Regions from separate parts of the Mus musculus genome. Here regions 1, 2 and 3 are each linked to region 4. Evidence: chromatin contacts called from public HiChIP or PLAC-seq, Micro-C and promoter capture Hi-C data. All regions are on one chromosome and are shown on one strand. The core of a region is the stretch at or near the end of the contact, and the rest is flanking DNA. Distances in the headings are between cores, read along the strand shown. Region 1 overlaps Jup (junction plakoglobin). Region 2 overlaps Klhl10 (kelch-like 10). Region 3 holds the start of Hap1 (huntingtin-associated protein 1). Region 4 holds the start of Cavin1 (caveolae associated 1).

Region 1 (2,748 bases), core at 177-2,676, 590 kb after region 4:
AGCTCTGATGGTCCTGGAGTTCTGTAGACCAGGCTGGCCTCGAACTCACAGAGATTCTTCTGCCTCTGCCTCCCGAGTACGGGGGATTGAAGGTGTTTGTCACCATTCCTGACTCTGGCTATTTTTTGAAACAAGGACCCTGAGATGTAACCCAGGCTGTCCTTAGACTTTCAATCCTCCTGCCTCAGGCTCCTGACTGCTGAGAATACTATAGACATGTCCCACCTTAGCAATCTAGTTCCTTTATTACTATTATTATTATTAAAAAAAAAAGTACAGTCTCAGGTATCCCAAGCTAACCTCAGATTGTAGCCAAGGTTCGCCTTGATCCTCCTGCCTCAGCCTCTCCCTACTTGCTGGGGTAAGTTCTGTGCCATCACACCCACTCTGTGCGGTGCTGGGTATCCAACCCTTTGTGTGTCCTAACTGAGCTAAAGCCCCAACCTTAGCTCTAGATTCCTTCAGTTCTGTGCCTACAGCCCCGCCCACAAGCCCCCAGTTCCGTTCCAGGAGTAGCCAGGATGCTCCTGACTCTGCGGTTGTTGCTGAAGTGGGACTCAGATTCAGAAGAGATGACAGGAAGGACAAAATACCTAAAGCCGGGGATCAGGGATCCTCCAGATGTTTAAGGACTACCCGCCCCTCCACTCATCACTGCCTCCTTTCTTGCCAGGCAACTATTGGCCTGATCCGGAACCTGGCTCTGTGCCCAGCCAACCATGCCCCTCTGCAGGAGGCCGCGGTCATTCCCCGCCTCGTCCAGCTGTTGGTCAAGGCCCACCAGGACGCCCAGCGCCATGTGGCTGCAGGCACCCAGCAGCCCTACACGGATGGTGTGAGGATGGAGGAGATCGTGGAAGGCTGCACCGGAGCCCTGCACATCCTCGCCCGGGATCCCATGAACCGCATGGAGATCTTCCGGCTCAACACCATTCCCCTGTTTGTCCAGGTGAGTCCGGTACAGATGGGCAGATCTGTCCCCAGGTGCTGCTGAGGGGTTTGGAATGTGTGGGCCAGGAGTAGTCTAGGTCTGTGTAGAGAAGGGTGGATAAGTGGCTTTCCGAACTTAGATCACGAGAGCCTTCTTGAAGTGCAGCCACATGCAGACATGAAGAGCATCTGCAGATTCAAGAAACAGGAAAGGGACAAACATGGAACCTAGGAGCCAGCGCCTCAGCACACCGGAGCTCATTAACACTGGGTCCTAACAGTGTGGTGCTCACAGAGTCAACAAGTGGCTCCCAGGTGGCTCATAAGCAGAATGCTCGGCCCAGGAATTTACAGAAATGAAATTTAGCTCCCAGTGAGAGGCCATTTTCCACTGTCAAATTGGCCAGCTTGAGGGTTGGATAAACTGAGCGTCTTGGGTCTCGCCTACTTGGGGGAAGGGCAGTCTGGGAGCTATCCTTTGGCCTGGAATTCAGATGGGACTCTCTCTTGGGGAAAATCATTTAGCATAACTGAACCGAGATAACTACTGCAGACACAGCTGTTAAAAACAAGCCCTTTGTCTAATGGTGAGGAAGTAGTTTTGAAGGAAACCACTGGGTGTGGTGGTACATGCTTCTCATTCCAGCTCTGAGGAGCGGAGGCAGGAGGATTAGCCATGCAAGACCAGCCTTGGATATACTCAGTGAGCTCAAGGCTAGCCTGGGTTATCTTTGACTTTAAAAATAATCTGGTGGCGCATGCCTTTAATCCCAGCACTTGGGAGGCAGAGACAGGTGGATTTCTGAGTTTGAGGCCAGCCTGGTCTACAGAGTGAGTTCCAGGACAGCCAGGGCTATACAGAGAAACCCTGAAAAACCAAAAAAAAAAAAAAAAATCTAAAGAATGGCAGTGTGTGATATTGCCCTGGGGAGGCTGAGACTGGGGCATTGAGAGACAGTTCTAGGGTAGCCTGGGCTAATAGCAAGACCTTATCTTTTAAACAAAATAGAAGAATGCTTTAATATGTCATACTGCCATGTGCAGTGAGGCCTCACAAATCATGGGATGCATTTGTTTTGCTTTGTGGCCCTGGGGATTGAGTCAGGGCCAAGCTCAGGGGCAAGAACTCTACCCCCAAGCTACATCCCCAGCCCAAGATTTTTTTTTTCCTTTGAAAATATTTTTTATCAGTTTTCAGAGTTAAGGTCTCATCCTGACCTACCTTCAGTGGAATGAACTCATAGGTTTGTAGGACAGACTTTGAACTAATACACAGGAACGTGCCTTATTCTACCATGGCAGGCAGAAATCAGCATTATTGGTGGGGCTGGGAGATGACTGCCAGTGGGGCTTTGCCGTGCATCCTCGAGGAGCTGAGATCAGATTCCCAGCACTCAGGTGCTGCAGCAGCTTTTAACCCGAGCAGCGTGGGAGGAGCGGAGACAGGAGGAGTGAGCCTTGCCAGACCTGGAGCTGCAGGTTCAGAGACAGACCCTGCCTGAAAAATTGAGACGCAACAGAAGGGAACATGTGACTCCAACCTCTGATCATCATACACAAGAACATACACTCAAGTGCACACGTGCCCCAAAACACAGTCACCACGATACACACATATAGAGACACATGCGAACATACCTATAGCGAGATTGGGCACACCTTTAATCCCAGCACTCAGGAGGCAGAGGCAGGTGCAACTCTGTGAGTTTCAGGCCAGCCTGGTCTACAAAGGGAATCCAGGACAGCCAGGGCTATTATACAGAGAAATACTGCCTGGAAAAACAAAAGCATATATGCATATACATAAACATACATATA
Region 2 (2,801 bases), core at 296-2,795, 510 kb after region 4:
TCCTTAGTTGTAAACTAAGTCTGTGCAACTAACAGTCTTTGAAGCTCTGTGAAGGAAGCTTGCCTTTCTCTCAGTCCACAAGTCATTTAGGATCTCATCAGGATGCCAGCTTTCTCCGGGAAAAGATTCATGTATTTTGATTTTGGCTTTTTGGTCCCAGAGTTGTATTTTGGGACAGTCACCATTAAGTTGTTATTAGAGCCATCTTTGTGTTGTCTTTTCATTTCATGGCAGACAGTATGACTCCTAACTTGATTGAAACCACTGTCTTTTTGGCTCAGCAGGCAGCCTAGGCCCTGGCTGAATGAAGGGGTAAGTCCTTCCTTGCATGATGGTGTGCAGGTTTCCTGACTACCAACTTTCTAATTTTCATATGTGAATTCACGTGTGTGGCTTCACCACCATAACTTGCCTCCTAAATACTTTTAACTTGTTAGGAAGGAAAGAACCTAGACTTGCTTAAATCTGTTCAAGGCTGACATTCTGAAATTTTAAACGGACATAACAGCATTTGTAATAATAATCGTGCAGGTCTAATGTGGCTCTTTGGGAAAGAAATTTCTTTTATGAAAACAGTTTTTTTTAAAGCCAGCTTTTTAAAAGCTTATTCAAGTGAACCTTTGTTGTGTAGCTTTTGTTTTCTTAGCTGGAAAAAGATTTGATTACACCAAAAAGTAAGGGTGGTCCATTATTGTGAGTAAGGCTAACTTTCCACATTATAATGGGACCCTTCCTATCTTCCTTTCAAACTGAGAATGTCAGTCATGAACTTTTAAGCGGTCATCACTTGCAGCTGTTTGCATGATTAGTCTTGTGTATCCTGAGAGCTTTGCTTTTCTGTGCCAGTTCAAAATAACATTTTTGCTAAGAACATTTAAAATTAACTGATATCAGTTTTGTTTTGATTTACCTGGTTGTGTGTAGTATTTCCAGGACCAAAAATTTAAAACTCTCAGTCTAAAAAGCCAGAGAGAGCATTTCTGTGCTTTAATCCTGTCACAACTAGTAGACAGGTTCTTGTGCACACCTTCCCCTCTCTGACTGCAGCATGTGTGTGTTTGAAATAGTTCCTTCTCTGCTTCACGATTCTAGTGTCAACACTATAAGTAGACTGGAGCTGTGTTACATATTTTAGCTACACAGACTAATAAAATACACAGGACCTTGAACTAAACTTATGTGCAAAGGCCATATTAGTCACGTTTCGTGTCTTTGAACATGTATGGTGTTGTGAAACGAATATTCTTCTACACTAGAAAAATCCGGTGCTTCAACCTTAGAATATTTGAGCAGCAATTCAGTCTGTTCTTAGCCGTCAAACCTTTTGGCACAGCTCATCATCTGTTACTTTCTTGAGAAAAATCGATTTTGTTGTTTTACTTACAGCATATGTTCTGGTGATTGAAAACCAAACAGTTATGGAGGGTTGTAATACAACAATAGTATGTTTACAAAGTGGTCTTTTGCTGCAAGGACTTCACTTAGCCAAATTACTGCTCACTGCAACCCTCAGAGCTTCCCGCTTACTCTCTGACCCTTGCTAGGAGGGCGGGACCTTGAAGCACCTGTTAATCTTCCCCCTCCTGCTTCCTGCACTTGTGAAATTCAATGCTTGCTAGGTGTTTGAAGATTTTACCATCCGTGGGCTGGGGCTTGTTGTGTTACCTGTAAAATAAGTATTAGTTTATAAACAGTTTTTTTGGGCTAGTGGTACCCAGGCCCCTTTGCAAGATTTAATCTTGATTATCTCCTTTTATGTTAGAGGAGATATAGTATTTAGAACACTCTAAGATATGTTTTATGTTCCTGAAGCTATCTTGCTCATGTTTAAGATACTAATTGTTTAAATGTAAGTTTTCAATAAACGTATTTCTTTAGAGCTGCTTTGTACTGTGTGTTGAATGTAATCCCCTTCCTTACTCCCTCATTCATCCAACCCTTGCTTCCCTTAAGTTGAACATTTTCCAGTACTCTTACAAGTTTAAACACTGCATTTATTTAAAAAAAGAATTAATTCTTATTGCTTAGACTTTTTATTAGCTAAATGAAGAGGCTCATACAGGTAGGGTACTTGTCGAAGCGGAATACTTTACTTCATCTCGCAGTGCTAATCCCGTGAAGTTGTCCCGTCTAGCTGCATACTCCCCAACATTGGCTAGCCCTGGTACCACGCAGCAGCTCAGAGCACTGCGGTATATGCTCATGTCATGAGCGTCATACCACTCATCGGTCTTTTCATCATAGCACTCAACGTTAAAGGTGGTGGTAAAGCCATTAAAGCCACCCACCACAAACAAGAGGTCGTCCACTACCTCGATCCCAAAATTGCTACGAGGGTTAAACATAGTGGGGATCGTGCGCCAAGTATTAGCCACTGGGCTGTAGGCTTCTGCACTCCTCAGTCGATTGGCTCCATCAAAGCCACCCACCTGTGAAGAGCAAAAGAAACAAGGTTGACTGCTATCCACTGCTTCTGTTCACCGAGGAAGCCCTTCAAATGCTTGCCAGTGGTAGGCTATTAGAAGAATCTAAGGGTGCCACTTTATCATTGTACAATAAAAACTCACTGCGTATACATGTTCCCCGTAAGCAATTACACCTATTCCACTCCTCCTGCTCCTCATGGGTGCAATGACTGTCCATTGATTGCTCTCAGTGTTGTACACTTCTGCTGTAAACAGGCATTCGTTTCCGTTAAACCCACCACATATGTAGACCTGTGTGGAGAAAATTCAGGATTGCTAAATTATACAGGGGAGTAGACAGAAGACAGGTACAGGTCAGGGAATACTTTTTTGGGG
Region 3 (2,811 bases), core at 167-2,666, 610 kb after region 4:
GTGCCCAGATATACAAGCAAGCAAAACACTCATATGCACAAATAAAACTGTATGTCTGTGTGTGTGTATACATACATACATACATACATACATGTGTGTGCGCATGTGTAAACTGTCTCGGTCTGCGTGTAAACATAAAGGCTTGTGTTTGGATCCCTAGCATCCACATGAAGGTCTGGTATGGTGGCACCTGTCTGTAAACCCCGGGGCTGAGGGGTAGGGTGGAGTTAAGTGGATGTCTTGGGGAATCGCTGGCCAGACAGTCTAGTCAAAGTGCTGAACTCCAGATTCAGTGAGGAACCTTGTCTCAAAAAATAAGGTGGCAAGGGACGGACAACAACTGATGTTGACATGGACACCTTCATACACCAGATATAAAAAATAAATAAATAAATATTTTAAAAAACGTAAAGTCAATAGCCTTGTCCACTGGAGGATGGTGGAGAATGGAGAACATCAAGAACGATTTTGAGACTTGAGTCCATGAGTCATCCATCTCCCTTTAGCCTGTCTCCCAGTCTAAAAGCACAGAAATGGCTACTGCCCTCCCTAGCTCCCACCCCTTAAACCAGTTCATTCAGGACTGAGAGCCAGCTTCCAAAGTAGCCATTTTTCTGGGGAGCATACGTCCGTCCATGAGCTGAAGAGCACGGGTAAAGTCGTGGAGACCGACATCGATCAGTTCAGACCCTGGGATAACGGATGTTTTGGTGTGTGTGTGTGTGTGTGTGTGTGTGTGTGTGTGTGTGTGTACACGGGGATCTTGAAGAGTCGTCACAGCGAAACATTTAAGCAGGATCCCCTCCGAAGATGTTCTTTTTGGAATGTTTGAAGAACAGAACAGGTGCTTGCTTGGACTGTAGGGCTTGAGAATTAGGGTTGGAAATAAAGAACGAGTGAACGCACTAAGATGGAAGACGTCCAGGGGCGAGCGCGAGAGTGAGAGGGACCTGTGGATGACACGCAACACGTTGAAAGCCATACCGGAGTTTGGATTTCTCGCTTAGTCTACCTGGGAAGGCACAGGCGTACTGCCTCGATTCTCAGGTCACCTCGGTCTGTACACAATGTTGGGTAGGGCAACACAGAAAGCCCCTGGAAGCTGGGGTGGCGGGAGCGCGCGCGGGGGGCTGAAGGGGGGGTTGTTTCTAGGCAGAAGCTACGGGTCCCTCTACTCAAGTCCAGGGAAGCGGCGGCTTTGGACAGAACCATTCTCAGAAGATGGAAGGGAAGAGAAATCCATCACCGTGGACTCGACCCCACGGAATAAGCTAGGCACTAGTTCATCTCTTTCTTTCTTCTTCTTTTATTTACTTCCTATCTCGTCACCACTGGCTGCTTTCTTGCAGGATCCTGAGTCCTCGGCACCACTAACTGATCAACGGTCACCCCTAGCGCCACGCGTGGTACAGCCCAGTGGAGCCCGCTCCGAGCACAGGTTATAAAGCCCCGGCTGCGGCAGCGGACTGCGGAGTCAAGATGCGCCCGAAAGAGCAGGTGCAGAGCGGTGCGGGAGACGGGACAGGGTCGGGGGACCCAGCAGCAGGCACCCCCACGACCCAGCCTGCAGTTGGTCCCGCTCCGGAGCCCTCGGCGGAGCCCAAACCTGCTCCAGCGCAGGGAACCGGGTCCGGACAAAAATCAGGATCCCGAACCAAGACAGGAAGCTTTTGTCGGTCCATGATCATTGGTGATTCGGACGCACCATGGACCCGCTACGTATTCCAGGGGCCTTACGGTCCCCGGGCCACTGGCCTGGGCACTGGAAAGGCCGAGGGAATCTGGAAGACACCAGCCGCGTACATCGGCCGGAGGCCCGGCGTGTCCGGCCCTGAGCGTGCGGCGTTTATTCGAGAGCTGCAGGAAGGTAAACTGAGTCTCGGGGATCCCGCATTGGGCACTATTTGGGCATCTCCAGGTAGGAGGGGGTGCACCGACTCAGGCGCCCCGCCCCCTTGTGGCTCTTAGTTCCACCTTTCCACCACCCCCGCGAGACCACAGTCTGCGGTGCCGGTTTGGTTTCTCTTTCCCCATCTCCCCCCCCCCCTTTTCCGGTTTCCCGATTATTGTGGGTGCGTCAGGTCCAGAGCTCTCTCGCGCTCTCCGCCCGCCTCTTCGCGCCTGTTGCTGTGGCAGATCTGCGCACTCTCAGTGCCCCCTCCCCGTCTACCGCAGTGCCAGCAGAGGGGCGGGGGCTGCGGGTGCGCTTTGAGCCTGCGCTAGCCCGCAGGAACCAGCCTGCGTGGGTGGGTAGAGGTGTGTGTGTAGGGGAGCCTTTGACCACTACTTGTCCTCAGGGGGTCTGGGTCGTACTTTTCCGAAGCTGGAATGAAGAGGGAGGAGTGGGCGGGGCACTGGGCTTCTGTCCCTCCTCTTCTGGGCGGGGGCAATTTTAGGCTCAGGTGCCCGCTTCTGGGTGCTGAAGAAGTCTACTTGGCCCTCCTGTGACAAGCAACAGGTTTAGGATGGGTGACTGCATTTGTTTTTATGATCGAGGAGACTCCAGTGATGGCTAAGATGCCGATTGGGGGTGGGCATGATGAGCCCAGTATTTTCCCTGACTTCTTATCTCGAGGGGCCCAGAGACCCAGGGGTCTTGAGAGTCCAGTTCCTGAGCCCAGAGGATGGTTTTGCCTTTACAGCATCCAGGCCCCTCCTGAGAAAGCAGGAGTGGGGAGATCCGGAGCTGTGGAGAGGGTGTTAGGGCCAGATGGAGTGCAGTCTCACAATCTTTGTTGTGAGGGGTGTAGTGGTCTATGGGCAGCCTCGGCTCCTTTCCCTGACCCACTTGGGCCTTTCCTCCTGCAGCGT
Region 4 (2,700 bases), core at 190-2,689:
ATCTGCCTGCCTCTGCTTCCCAATGGCTGGGACTAAAGGCGTGCGTCGCCACTCTCGCCTGAGGGTCTCTCTTCTTTAACCTCAAGTGAGAAAACCAATTGGTGTGTTGGGGGATTGCTGTTTTATTCAGAGGTCCCTAAAGTTCTATACCCTATATGGCAATCTGCTCCACACGTTGGTGAATTGATTGATTAGATCGACGACCCTCGAGTCTCCACAGAGCAGCGTTTAACTTAAGGAGGGTGGGCACCAGACTAGAAGTGACCTTTTGCCGAGAACCCATCCAGGCGGGGAACCCCAAGCCTGGTTTCCTAATCAGGGAAAAGGTTTTCAGTATCTCTGTGGGAAAGGGAATTGGGGTGGCTCCAGGGATTGCTGAGGGCCTGTGTCTAGAGACACAGGGCAGCCTGTGTCTCTAGACGTCTGTGCTAAGGACTTTTCTGCGCCTGCTCAGAACTGCCAGCTCCTTGGTGTTCAGCACCATGAAGAAAACTGTTCGCTTCCCCATTCGGTAGTACCGCTATAGTTGCCCCAATTCCTGCCCCAGGGAAAGGTACTGAGTACCGGTGGAGTTCAGAGACCTGGAGCTAAGAACAGATGGCAACAGTAACCTGGAGTGAACCCTGGAGAGCCACCTGCCTCCTCTTGGCCTTCTTTTCTCTGCTAGGTAAAGAGATGGGGTTCCGTGATCTCCCTGAATGCTCACCTAATATCCGAGAACCCAAGGGAAGAACGAGTCCGACGCTCACATTCTTAGAATTAGCTAGATATCTGCTGGAGGGGGCCCTGGGAGAAGTGACCAAAAGCTTTTACTTTATAATTTACTTCTCGCCTTAATCATGCCCTGTCCTTACAATTCTAAGAGAAACCTAGAGGCCCTTTCTAGGCCGTCACCCTTTCTGTCATTTCATCTCTTCCCTCTCTCTCACTAACAACCCCACAAGATTTGGGGGACAGTGGTAACTCAGTGTATAGATAGACGATGGGGGCAGACCCCCAAATCTTTGAAAAAGATTGTATAGGGCAAGGATCCTCCAAGGACATGAGGCATAGACACAAACTACTCGTTTACACCCAATTCACGCGCCATTTGGACCTCAGCTTGATCTTAAAAGGCTGGAGTGGGTTTGTGGGTGAGGAAAGAGAAAGAGTAGAGCACACTCCGAAGACCTAATTCCTTTCCGCAGCTCACATTCCTCTGCCCCAGTCCCGCTGCCGCAGCCTCCACTGCCAAGGGGGGCCCTAGACTCCCGCTCCAACTATTCCAACCATCCTGAACAGGGTGGGGCGCCCAGCTCTTGGGTTCCCCTCTGCTGCCCCTCCGGGGTTGGTCTCCCCTCCTGCCCCGGTTCCTCCCTTTCTGGGGTGGGGCCAGCCAATGGCCGACGGGACTCCGGGTTTGGTCTAGGAGCCGGGCAACTCGCAGATTCCCCGCCCCACAGTTCTGGCTAGAGTCCCGGTGCGCACGGACGTGGCTCGAGTTTCCTCCGCTCTGGGCTCCTGCTCGCTGTCCAGTCTCTCGCTCCTCCTTCTCTCCCGGTCTCCCGCTCCAGTTCCACCCGGTCGGCCCCGCACGGCTCCGGGAAGCCATGGAGGATGTCACGCTCCATATCGTTGAGCGGCCGTATTCCGGATTTCCCGATGCTTCCTCAGAGGGCCCGGAGCCCACCCAAGGGGAGGCGCGGGCCACGGAGGAGCCGTCGGGGACCGGCTCCGACGAGCTGATCAAGTCGGACCAGGTGAACGGTGTGCTGGTGCTGAGCCTTCTGGATAAAATCATCGGCGCCGTTGACCAGATCCAGCTGACCCAAGCCCAGCTGGAGGAGCGACAGGCGGAGATGGAGGGCGCTGTGCAGAGCATCCAGGGAGAGCTGAGCAAGCTGGGCAAGGCGCACGCCACCACGAGCAACACCGTGAGCAAGTTGCTGGAGAAGGTGCGCAAGGTCAGCGTCAACGTGAAGACCGTGCGCGGCAGCCTGGAGCGCCAGGCCGGCCAGATAAAGAAACTGGAGGTCAACGAGGCGGAGCTGCTGAGGCGCCGCAACTTCAAAGTCATGATCTACCAGGTGAGCCCGCGGGGCGGACCGCGCCCAGAGCTGGGGTCCCGGCCTGGGATCCGGGTGGGGACACCCGGCCGAGGCTCGTCTCTCCGCCAGCCCGGCCTGGTGAGAGCGGTCAGGAGCTCCTCCCCCCTTCCTGTGAACCCAGTTGGAGTGGGGTTTAGGGAGTGGCAAACTCTTGGGGCTCACAGAGGGGCGCACCCTGCGCCTTCCTCTCCAGGCTCCTCCCCACGGTCTCTAACTCCTATCGGAAAAGTTAGCGGGCTAGACTTGGGAACGCTGAATGCTCCCAGCTTGTCTCTGTCAAACGCCTTTCCACTTGGAGGAAGTTTTTTTTTTGGTGGGGCGGAGAGAGGGAAAAGGGAGGGAATGCCCGAGGTCTCTGGTGGTCTCTGTATGCCCCTCTGTAAGCAGACACTAAAGGTGGGGCCCGGGACCTGGGGCCTCCGGCGCTGCGGGCCCGATATAGCGGGTGATTCAGGGCTCAGGCACGCAGTGGCGGGGGCGCCATGCAAGGGACACGATCGTCAGCCCCCCACACCCTATCCCCGCGCCCCCGCACCAACCTCGGCTACCCACGCATGTCCCTAGGCCGCGATCTGCCCCTGGCCTCCAGGCACTTTCAGTTCCCAAGGGTCTT

What was found. Promoter capture Hi-C pulls out the DNA fragments that hold promoters and counts their contacts. Hi-C and Micro-C count contacts between places; a contact is called where the count stands out from the background. HiChIP or PLAC-seq counts read pairs in DNA pulled down with a chosen protein or histone mark.
Region 1: a Micro-C map of embryonic stem cells shows a contact between it and region 4, with 3 times the contacts expected there. The contact joins the enhancer-like site here to the promoter of Cavin1 in region 4. A contact is called at or near these places in 6 of 39 promoter capture datasets (the C10 cell line, cranial neural crest, embryonic stem cells and 3 more), 4 of 484 Hi-C or Micro-C datasets (the G1E-ER4 cell line, embryonic stem cells and pre-B cells) and 1 of 115 datasets of contacts at active chromatin or transcription factors (pancreatic cancer cells).
Region 2: a promoter capture Hi-C map of the C10 cell line shows a contact between it and region 4, with 7 times the contacts expected there. The contact joins the enhancer-like site here to the promoter of Cavin1 in region 4. A contact is called at or near these places in 9 of 39 promoter capture datasets (the C10 cell line, cranial neural crest, hematopoietic stem and progenitor cells and 4 more), 1 of 115 datasets of contacts at active chromatin or transcription factors (pancreatic cancer cells) and 2 of 9 other capture datasets (embryonic stem cells and liver).
Region 3: a contact with region 4 is called in an H3K4me3 HiChIP or PLAC-seq map of embryonic stem cells, with 10 times the contacts expected there. The contact joins the promoter of Hap1 here to the promoter of Cavin1 in region 4. A contact is called at or near these places in 8 of 39 promoter capture datasets (cranial neural crest, embryonic stem cells, hippocampal neurons and 3 more), 3 of 15 datasets of contacts at CTCF or cohesin (embryonic stem cells, large pre-B cells and pro-B cells), 16 of 484 Hi-C or Micro-C datasets (B cells, CD4 T cells, CD8 T cells and 5 more), 8 of 115 datasets of contacts at active chromatin or transcription factors (embryonic hindbrain, embryonic midbrain, embryonic stem cells and 1 more) and 2 of 9 other capture datasets (embryonic stem cells and liver).

Annotation. Positions count from the first base shown.
Region 1 is chr11:100,374,924-100,377,671 of GRCm38.p6, reverse strand. It overlaps Jup (junction plakoglobin), which reads left to right. Exons shown (of 14, transcript NM_010593.2): 9 at 674-949. Among named protein-coding and RNA genes, the nearest start is that of Hap1, 20 kb to the right of the region's middle. Within about 2 kb of position 1,426, at least 33 of the 459 cell types and tissues checked have an H3K27ac peak or open chromatin away from gene starts, as enhancers often do. A contact at or near this core is called in embryonic stem cells, where this site is marked.
Region 2 is chr11:100,456,200-100,459,000 of GRCm38.p6, reverse strand. It overlaps Klhl10 (kelch-like 10), which reads right to left. Exons shown (of 5, transcript NM_025727.3): 4 at 2,568-2,717; 5 at 1,977-2,429. The coding sequence ends at 2,055. It also overlaps a transcript of Klhl11 not described here. Among named protein-coding and RNA genes, the nearest start is that of Klhl11, 15 kb to the left of the region's middle. Within about 2 kb of position 1,545, at least 4 of the 459 cell types and tissues checked have an H3K27ac peak or open chromatin away from gene starts, as enhancers often do.
Region 3 is chr11:100,354,746-100,357,556 of GRCm38.p6, reverse strand. Hap1 (huntingtin-associated protein 1) reads left to right here and starts at 1,416. Exons shown (of 13, transcript NM_177981.2): 1 at 1,416-1,867; 2 at 2,809-2,811. The coding sequence starts at 1,480.
Region 4 is chr11:100,969,356-100,972,055 of GRCm38.p6, reverse strand. It overlaps Cavin1 (caveolae associated 1), which reads left to right and starts at 1,439. Exons shown (of 2, transcript NM_008986.2): 1 at 1,439-2,066. The coding sequence starts at 1,590.